3 separate regions of the Mus musculus genome follow, and regions 1 and 3 are each linked to region 2. A link is a contact called in public Micro-C and promoter capture Hi-C data. All regions are on one chromosome and are shown on one strand. Each heading gives the region's core, a stretch centred on a gene start, on an enhancer-like site or on the middle of the called end of the contact. The rest is flanking DNA. Distances are from core to core; before and after follow the strand shown.

The links. Promoter capture Hi-C pulls out the DNA fragments that hold promoters and counts their contacts. A called contact is a pair of places that touch in the nucleus more often than the background predicts.
Region 1: a promoter capture Hi-C map of pre-B cells shows a contact between it and region 2. The contact joins the promoter of E030007A22Rik here to the promoter of Fam120a in region 2. A contact is called at or near these places in 4 of 39 promoter capture datasets (the C10 cell line, neural stem cells, neutrophils and 1 more), 1 of 484 Hi-C or Micro-C datasets (bone marrow-derived macrophages) and 3 of 115 datasets of contacts at active chromatin or transcription factors (the 230-238 cell line, bone marrow-derived macrophages and effector CD8 T cells).
Region 3: a contact with region 2 is called in a Micro-C map of embryonic stem cells, with 2.9 times the contacts expected there. The contact joins the promoter of Barx1 here to the promoter of Fam120a in region 2. A contact is called at or near these places in 8 of 39 promoter capture datasets (cranial neural crest, embryonic stem cells, frontonasal cranial neural crest and 4 more), 5 of 484 Hi-C or Micro-C datasets (LSK cells, embryonic stem cells and nephron progenitors) and 19 of 115 datasets of contacts at active chromatin or transcription factors (T-cell acute lymphoblastic leukemia, cardiomyocytes, craniofacial prominence and 11 more).

Annotation. Positions count from the first base shown.
Region 1 is chr13:49,256,083-49,260,878 of GRCm38.p6, forward strand. E030007A22Rik (a long non-coding RNA gene) reads left to right here and starts at 2,015. Exons shown (of 2, transcript XR_003950519.1): 1 at 2,015-3,082; 2 at 4,695-4,796.
Region 2 is chr13:48,964,832-48,969,461 of GRCm38.p6, forward strand. It overlaps Fam120a (family with sequence similarity 120, member A), which reads right to left and starts at 3,229. Exons shown (of 18, transcript NM_001033268.3): 1 at 2,524-3,229. The coding sequence starts at 2,997. Fam120aos (family with sequence similarity 120A, opposite strand) reads left to right here and starts at 3,281. Exons shown (of 2, transcript NR_015601.1): 1 at 3,281-3,773; 2 at 4,107-4,630.
Region 3 is chr13:48,661,631-48,666,257 of GRCm38.p6, forward strand. It overlaps Barx1 (BarH-like homeobox 1), which reads left to right and starts at 1,406. Exons shown (of 4, transcript NM_007526.4): 1 at 1,406-1,709; 2 at 3,396-3,687; 3 at 3,771-3,855; 4 at 4,198-4,627. The coding sequence starts at 1,487. The coding sequence ends at 4,362. It overlaps Gm36606 (a long non-coding RNA gene), which reads right to left and starts at 1,162. Exons shown (of 4, transcript XR_382336.3): 1 at 909-1,162.

The DNA.
Region 1 (4,796 bases), core at 765-3,264, 290 kb after region 2:
CAATCAGCAGCAGCCTTTTGTAACCCTTCTGTGCAGGGTACCAAACTTGACAAGCCTAGGCTCACAGGTGCTTACTCTCTGCACTCAGAACAGTGGTTCTTAACCTTCCTAACTCTGTGACCCTCATGCAGTGCCTCACGCTGTCGTTACCCCAATCACAACGTTATGTTGCTGCTACCTCATAGGTGGAAATCATAATGTAAACATCTGTGCTTTATGATGGTCTTAGGTGACCCCTCCGATCGAGTCGTTTGACTTGCAAAGGCGTCGTGACCGATAGATTGACAACTGCCAACTTAGAGCTACCAGTCTAAAACAGAGGTTTCTGCTTGGTCACACTCTGAAGACTTTGGGGAATGGTTCTACCTGGGTCTCCCCAGTTTCTGTTGATCCTGAAAACCCTCACTGTGATACAGCCCAGCCGTTCATGCATGCCTGTCTCAGGCTCATACAGTGGGACCTGCATCTCTCGAGGTATCCTTCCTCAGTTCCTCCTTTAGACCTTCAGCCTTTTGCCTCTGACCCTGAGGCCCTGACAGCTATGATGGTCCATTGTCCCTATTATTGACTAGATAAAGAGTCACCATTGAGACCCCTCTGAATGTGTCTGTGCAGGAGTTTTCAGAACAGGAAAGACCCACCCCAAGTGAGAAAAACACCAGCCCAAGGCCTGGGATGCTGAACTCAATGAAAAGAAGAATGTGGCCTGAGCACCAACATTCATCACTGCTGCCATGACTTCCCTGCTCTGACAGGCCATACCCTCAGATCCTGTGTCAAAGCAAACCCTTCCTCTTTTTAAGTTGCCTTAGTCATTCCTTTGTCTCAAAAGTGAAAGAAGACACAAATGGAACTCAAGCCCCTGGCCCTCAGCCCTATGTCATCTTCAGGTGAGCCCAGCTAGTGTTTCAGGAGACTCACCTCAGCAGCACTGTGGGCCCCAGCAAAGATACAGGTCCCAAATGCTCTTTTTCCTGCTGGTCCCATGAGATATGCTAGGATTTGGGCTCTGTAATAAACTTCGTCTTTTTGCCACTTTGGTCAAAGTATCCCCACGTGTCCTGGATCTCGCTGAAGCCCCTCACAAATCACAGCAATGACCTCATCTGAGGTTCTGGGATGACAGGGATCAGGGGCACCATCAATACTTTACACAATACACCCTGTATCAGCATTTGTCCTCATTGTCTTGCTTGTCACCTCCCTTGACTGCAGTCCAAATAAATTCCTTGAGCCTGAACCTGTGTTGCAGAGTCTGTTCCAGAGAGCAGCAGGGTCATCCTCTGTGAGAGGGAAAAGACAGACGCTGCGTCCAGTGAGACTCTGCGAAGACAGAGGACTCAGTGTCACACGTCATCTTGCTCCCTAAGAGGTGGGCTGCTTTGAGATGAAAAGCTGTCTCCCCTAGAAATGGATGGGCTTTGCTGCTGTTAGTAGTTTTCCTATTGTCCTTTGGAGATAGGACTTGCTTTTCTTCAAAAGGGGCAATGATTTACATCTTTGAGTTTTGATAAAGAAAGGGAAAGCCAGGCTCCCTTTTGGATTGGAGACTCTTGAAGAAAGGGGGTGTTGTATTTGTATGGGTTGTCAGGGCCCTGAAAACTGAGCTTCCTGTAGGGCAGGTATGGCTCTGGCAGGATAGAAAGGGTCTCATATTTCACCGGAGTGCTGTGAGCCTGGTTTGTGAATGCAGGAAATGTGAGCAAGACAAGAGATTCTAACAGACATTGCTGGTCCCTGTCGGCAGCTGCTGTGTGGGACAGGTCAGTTCTTTGTAGAAGGTCTGATCTAATAGGAAATCAATGTTCTGATGTCTCTTCCTGAGGCGAAATCAGAAATCAGCCTCCATGAGAACATCTTCCTTCTGGTTCCAAAAAGGTCTAAACTTTTGGGTAGCTTGCTCCTCTCATGGTCATAGGACCCTCCATCTTGAGTCACATGGCCACTCTGAGCCAATCCCTGGGATTGAAGGAACTGGGTTCTTGCTACTCCTACCCATGTAATGGATGAAGAGCAGAGCACCTACTTCTTAGCATACCTTTCACTTTCACTTTCCCAGAACTCAGGGGTGCAGCCCCCATTTCTTCTCTGAGATGATCCATGTTCCTGAGACCTGTTCGGACAGTCTCCTGTTGTCCCACATCACCTGGTGGCACAGTCTCTTGTTGTCCTGCATCTTGCCCCAGCTGGTCAAAGATGGCAGAGTCCAATCCCTAGCCAGCATATCTTGGCTTGGCAAGCAGGGAAATAAAGCACAGAGAGAACAAAGATGGCAGACAAGGTGGGTACCATCCTGAGACATCTGGGGATGCTCCTACCGAAGGCAACATCTGGGTATGTGCTTCCTATGGCCCAGCAGGGAGAAGTGTTTAGGTCCTTCAGCTCCAAAAGCAAACTGGTAGGTTGGGAGGTGACCCAGTGTTGCTGTGGGACCATACCATTGGTGGCTAAGAGGTAGTTTTCCTGGGGATTGCAGGAGGGTGCCAGAGCTCCTACCTGAGAGCAGGCACCCAACTCAGACATTCATGGGCTGGGCAGGCTAAAGAAGCTTGGCGTTAGTGGTCTGGAATGTGTAGAATGTTGGTGGAGGCTGCTGCTTTCTCAAAGTCTGTCTGCCCTGATCTGGCTGCATCCCACCTGTCTCACCCAGACCTGTAGCTCTGGAATTCTGACACCCAGCAACCAGAGGTGGAGCTCCGGTCTGGGAGAGGGAACCTGTGGTCTGGGTGGGTTCTCTCTCTCTCTCTCTCTCTCTCTCTCTCTCTCTCTCTCTCTCTCTCTCTCTCCTCACCAGGAATGTTCTACCTATAATGATGGATGACCATGGGAGAAGAGTTGTGGGCTGGCAGCTATCCACTGTTGGAGGACTGTCTGGAAATACTGAAAAGGGTGGACAGGCTTAGACCCCACCCATGGACAGCTGGCCTCACCCATGCCTGTGCAGAACTCTGCAAGGAAGGCAGTTCCAGGTAGCCACTGAACGATCTAGTCATGGGATCACTGCGCAGGCAGCAGCCTCTATGACTCCTGGTTGGGCACAGACTTTTCCTTGCCGTACCCCTGAGATCTACCTAATACAAAGGTGAGCACCTCTGTTTCCTGGGCACCCAATACATGTACAAGTTGCTAAAAGGCATCAAGAGAGGTCTTGGAGTAATTGGTGCTTAATGCCAAACCCCAAAGATTATACAGGTGGCAGAGAGGGTTGGTGGCCAGCTGTCTCTGAAGCTGATCTCTCTTCCCTGGGACTGTGGGGGATGAAGCCAGTGCTGGGGCACAGTGGGGATGGTGTGCCAGGTGAGGCGGTCCGTGGGCTGAGTGCTAACATAGCAGCTGGGTTTTTCCCTGTGTGGGACCCTCCTCTCCTGGTTTTACACCATTTCCCATGCACTTGGATATAAAAGTCTTTTGTGATGTTGTCCTTTACTGTCGTCTTGACAGGATTTGCAGTCACCAAGACAAACGTGCTCACACCTATGAGAGTATTTCCAGAGAGGGTTAATTAGCAGAGAGGGCACCATCTCAGGGCTTGGGGTCCTGGACTGAATAAAAAGGGAAAATGGAGCTGAGCTAGCAGCAGCATTTCTCACCCCCTGCTGCCTGACTGGATACAAAGTGACCAGCTGCCTCAAGCTCGTGCCTTCTCCCCCCAAGTCCTGTGAAGGACCATAACCTCACACCTGTAAAATCCCTTCCATCCATGTTTTTCTTTTTGTCAGAACAAAGAAAAAAGTAACCAATACAGAAAATTGGTACCTGGGAGTAGGGCTGGAGTAAACCTGACCAGGCTGTTCTTAGACCTTTGGAATGGGGTGGGCAAGAGGAAAGCCCTAGAGTTCTCGGTGAAAATAGAGACTAATGGGCCATGAGAGAAACCGAGGAGGGCCTGGCTCATGAGGTCTCCAGAGAGTTAAGGACTTTCTTTATGGGCAACCAGCCTATGTGTGTGACATTCTGGCAAAGAATCTCATCTTCAACCATGCTTTGTCCATGTCCCAAAAGCCTGAGTGAGGCTGAACTCAAAGGTAATAGGCTAACTGGTTTGGTGGAGGATACTTCAAGACAGAATAGCAGGCAGCCCGTGGCTCGGCCACTGTTGGCTCTTCTCAGAAACGGGAGCAGCAAGCTATGAAGAGTGCAGCTCAGCGAGTAAGGGTGTGTAAAGTCCCACGAGGCCTTGCTGGGAAAGCAGCTGTTGTTGTTAAAGACTTAACACCCTTAAAGGGAAACATCAGTTCACCACCAGGACAACAGGCAAGGTACCCGGCAACTCAAGATTCCACCTATGAAAGGCTCTCACTTGTAGACTGCAGATCCATTCGAAAGGAGGGAGCCTGGGTGGTAAGTACCACTGAGTTGTAAACACTTCTGAGCTTTCCTGCTAGAAAACAACCATCTAGAGCAGCGTTTCCTCAGCCTGGCACACTTCAGCGGTGACAGGAGGAGGAAGCCAGACTACATCTGGATCCGGAAGCAGAACGTAGTGCCGGTTTTATAGGCATGCGAGATGCAAGAGTATCACAACTTGTGTGGCTTGTACTATAATCCTAGAAAGCAGCGGAGGCCAGACACCGTGTGTTATGGTTGGATTTGAAAAGTCCATTGTGTGGAGCTGTGAGCTTAGAGCCTAGTATTGCACCCCCAGGATATTGGAGATGCCAGAACGGTAAGAGGTGTCTTTGGGAAATCTGCAGGTATGGAGTGGACCTGAATGAAGACAGGCTATATGCTGCAAGAAGCAGAAGTGCAGGAGAGGGCCTGCCCAAGGCTCTGGAGCCCAGATGATGCCCCCGAAG
Region 2 (4,630 bases), core at 1,979-4,478:
AAACAGAGACCACCGAAGATAATTTTTATGACTCCAAAATCATCCTTTTTAAAACATACACAATCATTACTTTAAACACTATCTTTAGTTTAATGTGTGAGAATGTTCTGCTTGCTTGTATGCACCTGTGCCACTTTCCCGTCTGGTGCTGTGGAAGTCAGAGGAGGGCTTCAGATGCCCTGGAGCTGGAGTATTAGATGATCAGGAGCCACCACGTGGGTGCTGGGAATCATGTGGGCCCTCTGCAAAAGCATGTGCCCTAACCACAAAGCCATCGCCCAGGCCCGCAAATCACCCTTGTGATACTGCACTACCCTCAGGGATGCTGAAGTACACAGGACTGCTCTCTTGTTTTAAAATAGTTCCCAGAATTCTGTCTCTGCTTTTTACAGCTTCACATCTTCTCTCTGGTGCCACCTTTTGCTATTAATGGAGCTCCTGCCTCCAGCAAACTATCTTTTTCACCTCTCCTCAGAGTTGAGAAAGTGGACAGCCAGGATTGCTAGAATTGCATCTACAAAGACTAGAGAAGGCTGAGAGACAGAGCAGGCAGGAAAGGCAACACTGTCTCAGGAGTGCACACACACACAACAGATATAGAGACAAGGACAGACAGAGGAGACTCTAATCTGAAGTAATATTCAATCTTTTATTGAATGTCTCTGCTGACTAAAAATACAGCCCTGTGCAGTTAGCAAAAGCAGGTAAAATAAAACTCTTTTTGTGTCTTAGATGTTACTTCCCATCACTAAGCAACACTAAAGCAGGTCCATTTCCAGGCTGTCCACTAGAGGTAGATCACAGAGCAACAGCTTTGCTTTCCCCCTCTGAGAGCCCCAGGCTACAGAGAAAAAGTGAGAGGCACACACTGCCTCTCACACGAACTCCCTAAGAAATGTCAGGCTGTGTATCTGCCATATTCCTGGGCCAATCACCAGGCATCCAGCCACCCCCACCCACACACTTAAACACAACTTCACCAATTGCAACAGGACCCTGGGTGGGACTTCCGCAATCATTTTAGGCTTAACTACCACCATCACCACTGCCAGCAGGGATGGTCAGGAAGAGGGAGACATGCTAAAAGTTGTAACTCAAGCTCAGTTTCCAAAGAAAAGAGCAAGTTGGAAGACAGTAGCAAGTCTTAAAAACTCAAACAGCCTCACCCCTCCCCAAAGAAGTGTTTAAAAAAAAAATCATGAAAATGCAAAGCTATTCAAAGTTGAGGATCAGTTAGGTGCTCGGCTCTCAATCAACCTCGGAGCCCTTAAGTTCTCTGGCCCAATTCTGGCTGCAGAACCTTCTGCCAACGGGACAGCAGAGGGCTAACATGTGGAGCTCTCCCTCCTTACCCACCAATCAGGGCTAGTGAAGGTCACTCAACACTTCCTGTGCAGCAGAAAAACAGCTCTCACAAGCTCCTGCCTATGCCAAACGACCCCCAAATTCTTCTTCCTGGTCCTAATTGCTACCTTCATAGTAGACATACAGAACTGAACCACTTTAAAACTCAGAGAACTGACAAGAGCCCATCTCATCAAATTCACAGTACCATGAAATCTAAAACCAAAACGTTACCATAGACAATTTCTCCAAACATCTCATTTTCAAAGGTAGAAGAGCAGGGCATCTGCCTTGAGAATTAAGAGATCAGCCCTGGTTTATAACAAGGTTCCTTCCTCTCCCACAGCTTTGGAGGCTCTGTTTTCAGCTTCCTGTGCCTAAGGTCCTGGCAATATACTCTCATTATTTATTCTCCAGACTTCCAAGATAAACCTGTTGCTGGGAAAGAGTGGGTTAATTTCGACAGATGGGTATATGCTTAAGGATAAGGCCAGTGGGTAGCCTGTCGGCCTCTCAGGGGAGGAGAAAGACTGAGGATGTGGGAGACGACACCACCGATCCCACTTTGGGTGAGGGTCTATCCACCAGCCTCAAGTGTCATATGAACAAGTCTATGGGCCCACAGAGGCCAGAGAGTAGGGAGGAATGTGGTGGGTAGACTTCAACCACACCAGGCCTAAAGGCCCGGGCATCCATCTTGCTCTAGGGCCCCTCTGCCTAGCTTGCATCAAGCCTGGGCATGGTGACACGCTATGTCCCGAGAGGGGCCCTGAGAGACACTGAAGCCTGCTGAGGCCTTCCACGGGCAGGGGCACCCAGGACTCACTCTGGGCTAGGCTGGGCTTCCCGGAACTAGTTCAGCGCTGACAGTGACCTAAGAGACCTCCCAAGTCCAACCCAAATCCAAGCCCAAAAAGACCCTAGGCCAAGCCCCAAACCCCTGGGCCAAGGAACCTCAGACTCAACTCTGATCGCTACCCAAGCAATCCCAGGCCCAGCCCGAAGCGCGAAGAGGCCTGTAGCCCAACTGTGACTCCTGTCCAAGTGACCCCAGACCCCAACCCTGACCCAAACCCGAAGGGAATCGGTCCAAAGGGCACCAGGCCCGATCCTGACTCAGGCCCAAAGAGACCCCAGCCCCAGCCCTGGGAGACCCCGGCGAACCGGCTGCAGCCGCACCTTGACGTGGAAGCGGATGAGCGCCAGGCGGATGCAGTGGGCCATACAGACCGGAGGCAGGAACCAGACCTTGGGCGGTGGCGTGCCCTTGTTCTGGACATGGCTGACGATCTGCTGCGCTGTCTGGCGCTCGTTGCCCTGCCGCTTGACCCACTCGTGCAGCCGGGCCTTCTCGAGCGCGCCATTGAAGAAGACGAAGAGCTCGATGTTGCCTCCGAAGCAGGCCTTGGCCAGAGCCGCCAGGTAGCCGAGCATGTGGTTCCACTGGCCGCCGCTCACCCAGTCGGTGTAGAAGCCACCGTACAGGCGATGCAGGCAGTTGTCGGCATCCACCAGCAGGCGCAGCGGGGTCTGCGGGGGCCGCTGCCGCCCGCCGCCCACCAGGCTGCCCCGGGCCAGCTTCTGCAGCTCCACCGGCACCACGGCGCTCGGACAGTGCTTCTCGATGTAGTCCTGGAAGCCCTGCACGCCCATGGCGGCGGCGGCGGGGCGCGCGCGCGCGGGCGGCGGCGGGGCCGGCGGCGGCGGGGCTGGGGGCGGCAGGGCCGTGGCGCGGCCGGCGGGCGCGGGCAGCCTCAGGGCTGGCTGGGGCTGGCCGGGGGCGCGCTCACGGCCGCCGCGGCCGCCATGTGCTGCCGCCTCCCAGGGCCATGTCTGGGGAGGGACCTGCGCCGCCGCCGCGCTCTGCGAGGCCGAGGCCGAAGCTGGGCCGGGCGGGGCGGCGCTGACGTCGGGCCCGCCCGCGCGGACGCGGGAGGCGGAAGAGGCGGCGCCGGGGCCGCGGCCGGGCTCCCGGGGCGGCGGCGGCGGGGCGGAGAAGGCGGAGCGCTACTCGGCTTGTCGGGCCCTTTAGGGGGCCGCAGCCGGGCGGGTTCGGGGAGGCGCCTGGGCCCGTGCAGGCCGCGCCCGGAGGCCGCGGCCTCCGAGGCTGGCTCCGCCCCGCTCGCGGCTGCGGGCCCGGTAGGCGTGGCCGGCAGCCAGCGCTCCTCCTCCGCCGCGTGTGTCGCGCGGCGGGGTTAGGGGGAGCCTGGAGCCCGGGAGCGCGAGCCGCGGAGGAGGACGGCGGCGACAAGATGGCGTCGCTCCCGGGACGGGACGGCGGCTTCACGGCCTGGTGTCGGGACCCGGCTGAGGAGACTCCCCGAGAGGGGCAAGCCTCCCCGGCGTGCGCCGCCCTCCGGAGACGAGCGGACGTGCGCTGCCTCCAGGGGCTCGGGCTGCGAGGGTCCGGCTAAACCCAGGCGCCGACGGTACGTATGCTGAGCCAGGACCAAACGTTCTGAAGGAGAAGCTGTCCGCTGGGGACCTGGGCACGTAGCTCAGTTGGCACAGTGCTTGTCTGGGATCTTCGATCGCCCAGGGTTCGATTCCCGCGTGTTGCTTAGGCCGTAATCCCAGCATTCTGAAGTGGAGAGTAGAGGATCAGAGAAGTTCAAGGTCATTCCATCCAATTGGAAGCCAGCCTGGGCTACATGAAACCCGCCTCCCGCTCCCCCTTCCCCCAAGAAAAAGGAGCGGTTTTTTTTGTTTGTTTTGTTTTGTTTTTTTGCTTACCTTCAATTTTTCATCTGTTCTTTTTCTAGACAAGCCGCTGCTGGAGCGGGGTGCACTGGACACAGGAGTGACCCATCCATCGCACAGAACACCAAGTTCATGCAGACTCAAAGCCCCCCATCAGAGTCTTCGAGAATAGGCAAACTGAATTCTATAGTTTCTTTTAATTTTTTTTTCTTTTAAAGACTATTTTTATTCTTTGACAGTTTCATGCGTGTATACAATGAACTGTGATCATAACACCCCATTCTTCCACCAATCTCAAACACAGGCTCCTGTGATGTAGACAGATGAAATGCGCTTAGGGCCTTGATGGATTTTCCTTAATTTTTTTAAACCCGATACGTTATGCCACTTATGTATAAAATTAGTGATGAGGCCACTAGTCCGCCTAGCTGAGTAGAAAACTTAATCCCAGAGTAAGTAATTCCATGTCATTTAGAAATTAAGATTACACTTAAAGCCTCACTAAATAATAACATCCCCCAAAATAATCAAGTTTTATGTAATTCACAGCTAGTATACAAGATTGCACATGAATCACTTGTATTTT
Region 3 (4,627 bases), core at 156-2,655, 310 kb before region 2:
GTGGCTTAAAACATGGAGTCCAGTCTAGGAAGGCTGGACAGGGTGGAGACAGAACCCAAGACTCCTGAGAGAGGCAGATAGGAAATACAGCAAGTCCTCTCCTAGCCTCCTGAGGACACCCTACCCTTCTTGCTACCCCTGAACAGCTGGCATGGGTCACCCTGGGTATAGAAAAGTCTCACCTTCCATCCCCACAAACTCCCTGGAGCCAAGAGTCAAGTCTTCCAGACTTGAGACAGCTCAGAAACTGTCAGTGCCAAGACTCAAAGAGGCACACTCAACAGAGGTTAATTTGGGGAGAGAAAAAGAGAATGATCTAACAGCCCCATCTTTAGTCCTGTGAGAGACTGGAGGCTCAGAGATGGAGCTAGGTCCCCAGACTCTCAGAGTATTCCATGATCCCCTGCCTCAAAGTTCATCCAGTGACAGTCTTTCCCCTTTTTATTCATCTGCCCTTATTCTATCCCTTGCTCTAAGTAAACATAACTCAGCCCACTAAGTCTGGTGGTTGCCAGAGAAAATGTGTCCAGGTAAGCTTAAATTAGAAATTTAGGTAAATCCTAGTTGGAGAATCTTTTTTTTTTTCTCCCAGGGTAGCTTCAGAGATTTGAGATCAAAATGGTAAACTGAGGTTGGGGTGGACAGGGAAGGGGGGGAAGTGGTGCACAGGCATGGTCACCACCCTGCGAGTTACACCCCGGTGTATTGCACTGGATCCCTACAGCATCTCGCAGACCTGGGAAAGCTGTTTAAGGCTACCCCTTTCCCAGCTTGGCTTTTGCCCCTCCTCCTCACCACCACTCCAGCCCCTCCCCATCCCACCCAGTCCGCTGGCCTTGCTGCTGTGCCCTCCCCGTGCCCTCCTGCACCTCTGGGGCTCTCTCCTCTCTACGTCTCGGCGCACTCACGTCTAAGAGGCGTCTTGGACACCTTCACATCACTGCCTAGGATCCTGCGTGGTCCTTGCTGTCTGTCTTCAGACTTTTTCACGCCTCTCATTCAAGATCCTCGGTTTGCCCATCTCCGCAGTGTCCTATCCTCAGGGCTGTCCTCTTGGGCGAGCTCTCCTCTTTTTCCCTTGGTCCCGGCCTGCGAGCCCCTATCCCGGGCTCTTTCCCTCCTTCCCTCCTCTCAACCTCCTTTCCTCCCTCCTGGGTCCCTCCCTCCGGCTGGGCCTAGTGGGTGGGGGGCGGCAGCGCGGGGCGGGGCGGGGCAGGGCGGGCGGGGCAAGGCAGTGACGCGGGGCTGGCCAGGCTAGAGGCGCGGCGGCGCGGGGCGGGGACGCAGTCCCGGGTCCGACTGGCCGAGCCCCGCGCGCCCCGCCCGCGCCCTGCGCCTCCGCCCGGCCAGCCGGCGGGGGAGGGGGCATGAGCCGGCGCCCGCGCGCCGCCGCGAGCTGCGGGCCGGCCTAGAGCCCCGCGCGGGCCCCGCGCCGGAGCTTAGCCGCCGTCGCTTCCTAGCCGCGGGCGCATCCCCGGGAGCCGCGATGCAGCGGCCAGGGGAGCCGGGAGCCGCGCGCTTCGGTCCGCCCGAGGGCTGTGCGGATCACCGACCGCATCGCTACCGCAGCTTCATGATCGAAGAGATCCTCACTGAGCCTCCGGGGCCCAAGGGCGCAGCGCCCGCGGCCGCCGCTGCCGCCGCGGGCGAGCTGCTCAAGTTCGGCGTACAGGCGCTGCTGGCCGCCCGGCCCTTCCACAGCCACCTGGGTACGTGCAGCGGCCGCCGCGCAGAGGACTGGGCTTGGCGGGCGGGTGGGAGTCGGAGACCTGGGGTTGTCCGTAATTCATCCTCTTTCTCCCCTGTTTCTGGAGCGACCTGGGATGCAGCTCAGCGCAGGCCCGAGGCACCTACCTCTCTTCGCGCACTCCAACGGGAAAGTGGAGGGTGCGAGCAATGAGCTAGGCAGAAACCAGGCCTTGTGTCCTCGCGTCAGACCAGAAGAGAGTTTGTCTTCTGCTTCAGGGCGGCTTCGAGTTTTTTCGAATCGGGTGATAGGCGAGGCCAGGAGCCAGAGACCGCATCCCTATGGTTGCTACAAAATCAATCTACCGAGCACTCTGGATCAAAATGACTTCAAACCAGGGGAAGCCTGAGTTTCGCGGTAGGGTTGGCTGGGCATAACAGTAGCTGCCCAGACTGGGAAAGCTCTGGAGAAGAGGGTCGTGTCGCATAGTGTTGGATGCCCAAGCCATCCAGGAGCCTTTCAGAACCCCGTGCTTTCCAGTCAGCAACCGACCGAGGCCTGTGCTGCGGCCAGGGTCTCCGTAGGCCTTGTTTGAGGGAAAGAGGCCTGGTTGTGATCCGCTGCCCAGTTGGTCCTTCCATCCCGAGATCTGCTGGGCTTTCGTGCGTCTTGAAGCACTTGCTCAGATCTTTTCTGTCTCCGTCTTGTCTCTTGGGAGATTGTGAGGCAGTCTGCCCTGTACTGCATCTCGGCTTAGGGCTTAGTGACTCTCTTTGGTTGACCTCCTTCCTAGCCTTTTGGTAAAGTGGATCTGTCTCCCCTCTACCTCTCCCCCTCCGCAAGATTCTCTTCCCACTTCCTGCTATGTTTTCTATGCTCCCCTTACCCTGATGGTTCTCAGCCAGGCAGATCCATCCTTTCCAGTATCTCTTTTAGGAGAAGCCTACCAGGAAAGGAAGCGTCCAATATAGACTCCAGCTCAGCTAGCGGCCTCCGGAACCGGCCCCAGATTCTGTCCAGTCTTGGTAGCAGCCAGTCCAGTTTGCCTCTTTGATGTTCATCTGGTTCACAGCCTCTCTGCTGCCGTTCACTATAAAAGGACTCTGTTGTTGGCAATTCGTTTGAAGCGGGCAAACAGCCGATTTAGGGCTAAAGAACATGGAGAGGTCTTCATGCTTCTTGGGGGGAGGGGGTCTGAACAGAGGAAACAAGAAAGACAATTTTCAGGTTCAAAGGATGCTTTGGTGACCCTTTCCTCGCCAATGTCCAAGCCTCAGCCAGTGATGTAGGTACAGCGCCCAGAAAAACAAATGCTCACATTCCACAACGTTCTTTTCCCAATGCAAAAGCTCCCCCACCCCCGCCCCCGCTTCCAAATTCACCCGTTTCTTCTTAGTTTCTCTTTTTCACGAAAGGCATACTCTATGTCCTCGGAGCAGCGAACTTGCTCTAAAGCATCCTGAAATCTCGGAGCCTACTGGCTCATGGGGACTCCAAAAAAGAGCAAAGGATGCGAGGGATACTCTTTTCTAGACTCCTCGGGATAGCTACCTGAAGGAGGGTCGCCCAGGATGCTGGGTTTAAATCCCCAGGGAGTGGCTGGTTCGGGCTCCCAAACGCAGCAAAGCGCTGTGGCGTGGGAGGCTGGAATCCAGTTCACCCAGATCTTTCTCTCTTCTCTCTCTCCCCTTCTCTCTTTGCTCTGTAGCGGTGCTGAAGGCTGAGCAGGCCGCAGTGTTCAAGTTCCCACTGGCGCCGCTCGGCTGCTCCGGGCTGGGCTCGGCGTTGTTGGCCGCCGGGCCTGGGATGCCCGGCCCCGCAGGCGCATCGCACCTGCCGCTGGAGCTGCAACTCCGCGGGAAGCTGGAAGCAGCTGGCTCTGGTGAACCTGGCGCGAAAGCCAAGAAAGGACGCCGGAGTCGCACCGTATTCACTGAGCTGCAGCTGATGGGGCTGGAGAAACGCTTCGAGAAGCAGAAGTACCTCTCTACCCCTGACAGGTAGTGCCGGGCAAGACTGGGCTCGAGGGAAGGGTAGGCAGGTGGTGGCCTGACCCGCTGAGGGTGTGCGTTACTCTTTCCAGAATAGATCTAGCTGAGTCCCTGGGCCTGAGCCAGTTACAGGTGAAGACGTGGTATCAAAATCGGAGGATGAAATGGAAGAAAATAGTAAGTGTGGCTGGTGGCTTCCTGCGGGCTGGGGTTTCCTGGGCTTTGTCCTTGGTGTCCTCCAAGAAATACCTTCCCGCCCTCCTCACACTAAGACTTCTGCCCATCCCATCCCGTGAACTGCTGTGTCTGCTTGGGTTCATTAGGACAGAACCCCCATCCCCGGCACCTCCTGGCAGCTTCTAACTCCTCCATCTTCCGCTCGTTCTCCTCAGCAGTTCTTTAAACCTCCACCGTTTCTTTAGGGCCTAGAGTCACTGTGATGCCGTGGTTGGGCCCTGGGCATCCGGTGGTCCTTGATCGGATTCTTTCCTCACCTAGTACTGTTCATTCACGGAACAGGTGCTGCAAGGTGGCGGCCTGGAGTCCCCCACCAAGCCCAAGGGACGGCCCAAGAAGAACTCCATCCCCACGAGCGAGCAGCTCACGGAGCAAGAGCGTGCCAAGGAGACAGAGAAGCCAGCGGAGACGCCGGGCGAGCCCAGCGACCGAAATTGCGAGGACTGAGCGTCGCCGAGGATGCGGCTGGCGCGGTCGGCGGGGACCCAGGAGCTGGCCCTTCCGCGTCCATGCCGTTTGCTTTCTAATCATTTCATTACTACTTTGAATGCGGACAATTAAGGGCCAGACAAGGAAGGACACAGGCCCGGAAGCCAATCCCAGGTGTCAGCGAGCTTCTGTCCCCAGTCTGGGAGACTTGTGTCCAGCGTGGCCGAAGCTTCTGGTCTTTCTCGGACCTCCGCAGTGTGCGGCGCTCCACGCTCATTCACGC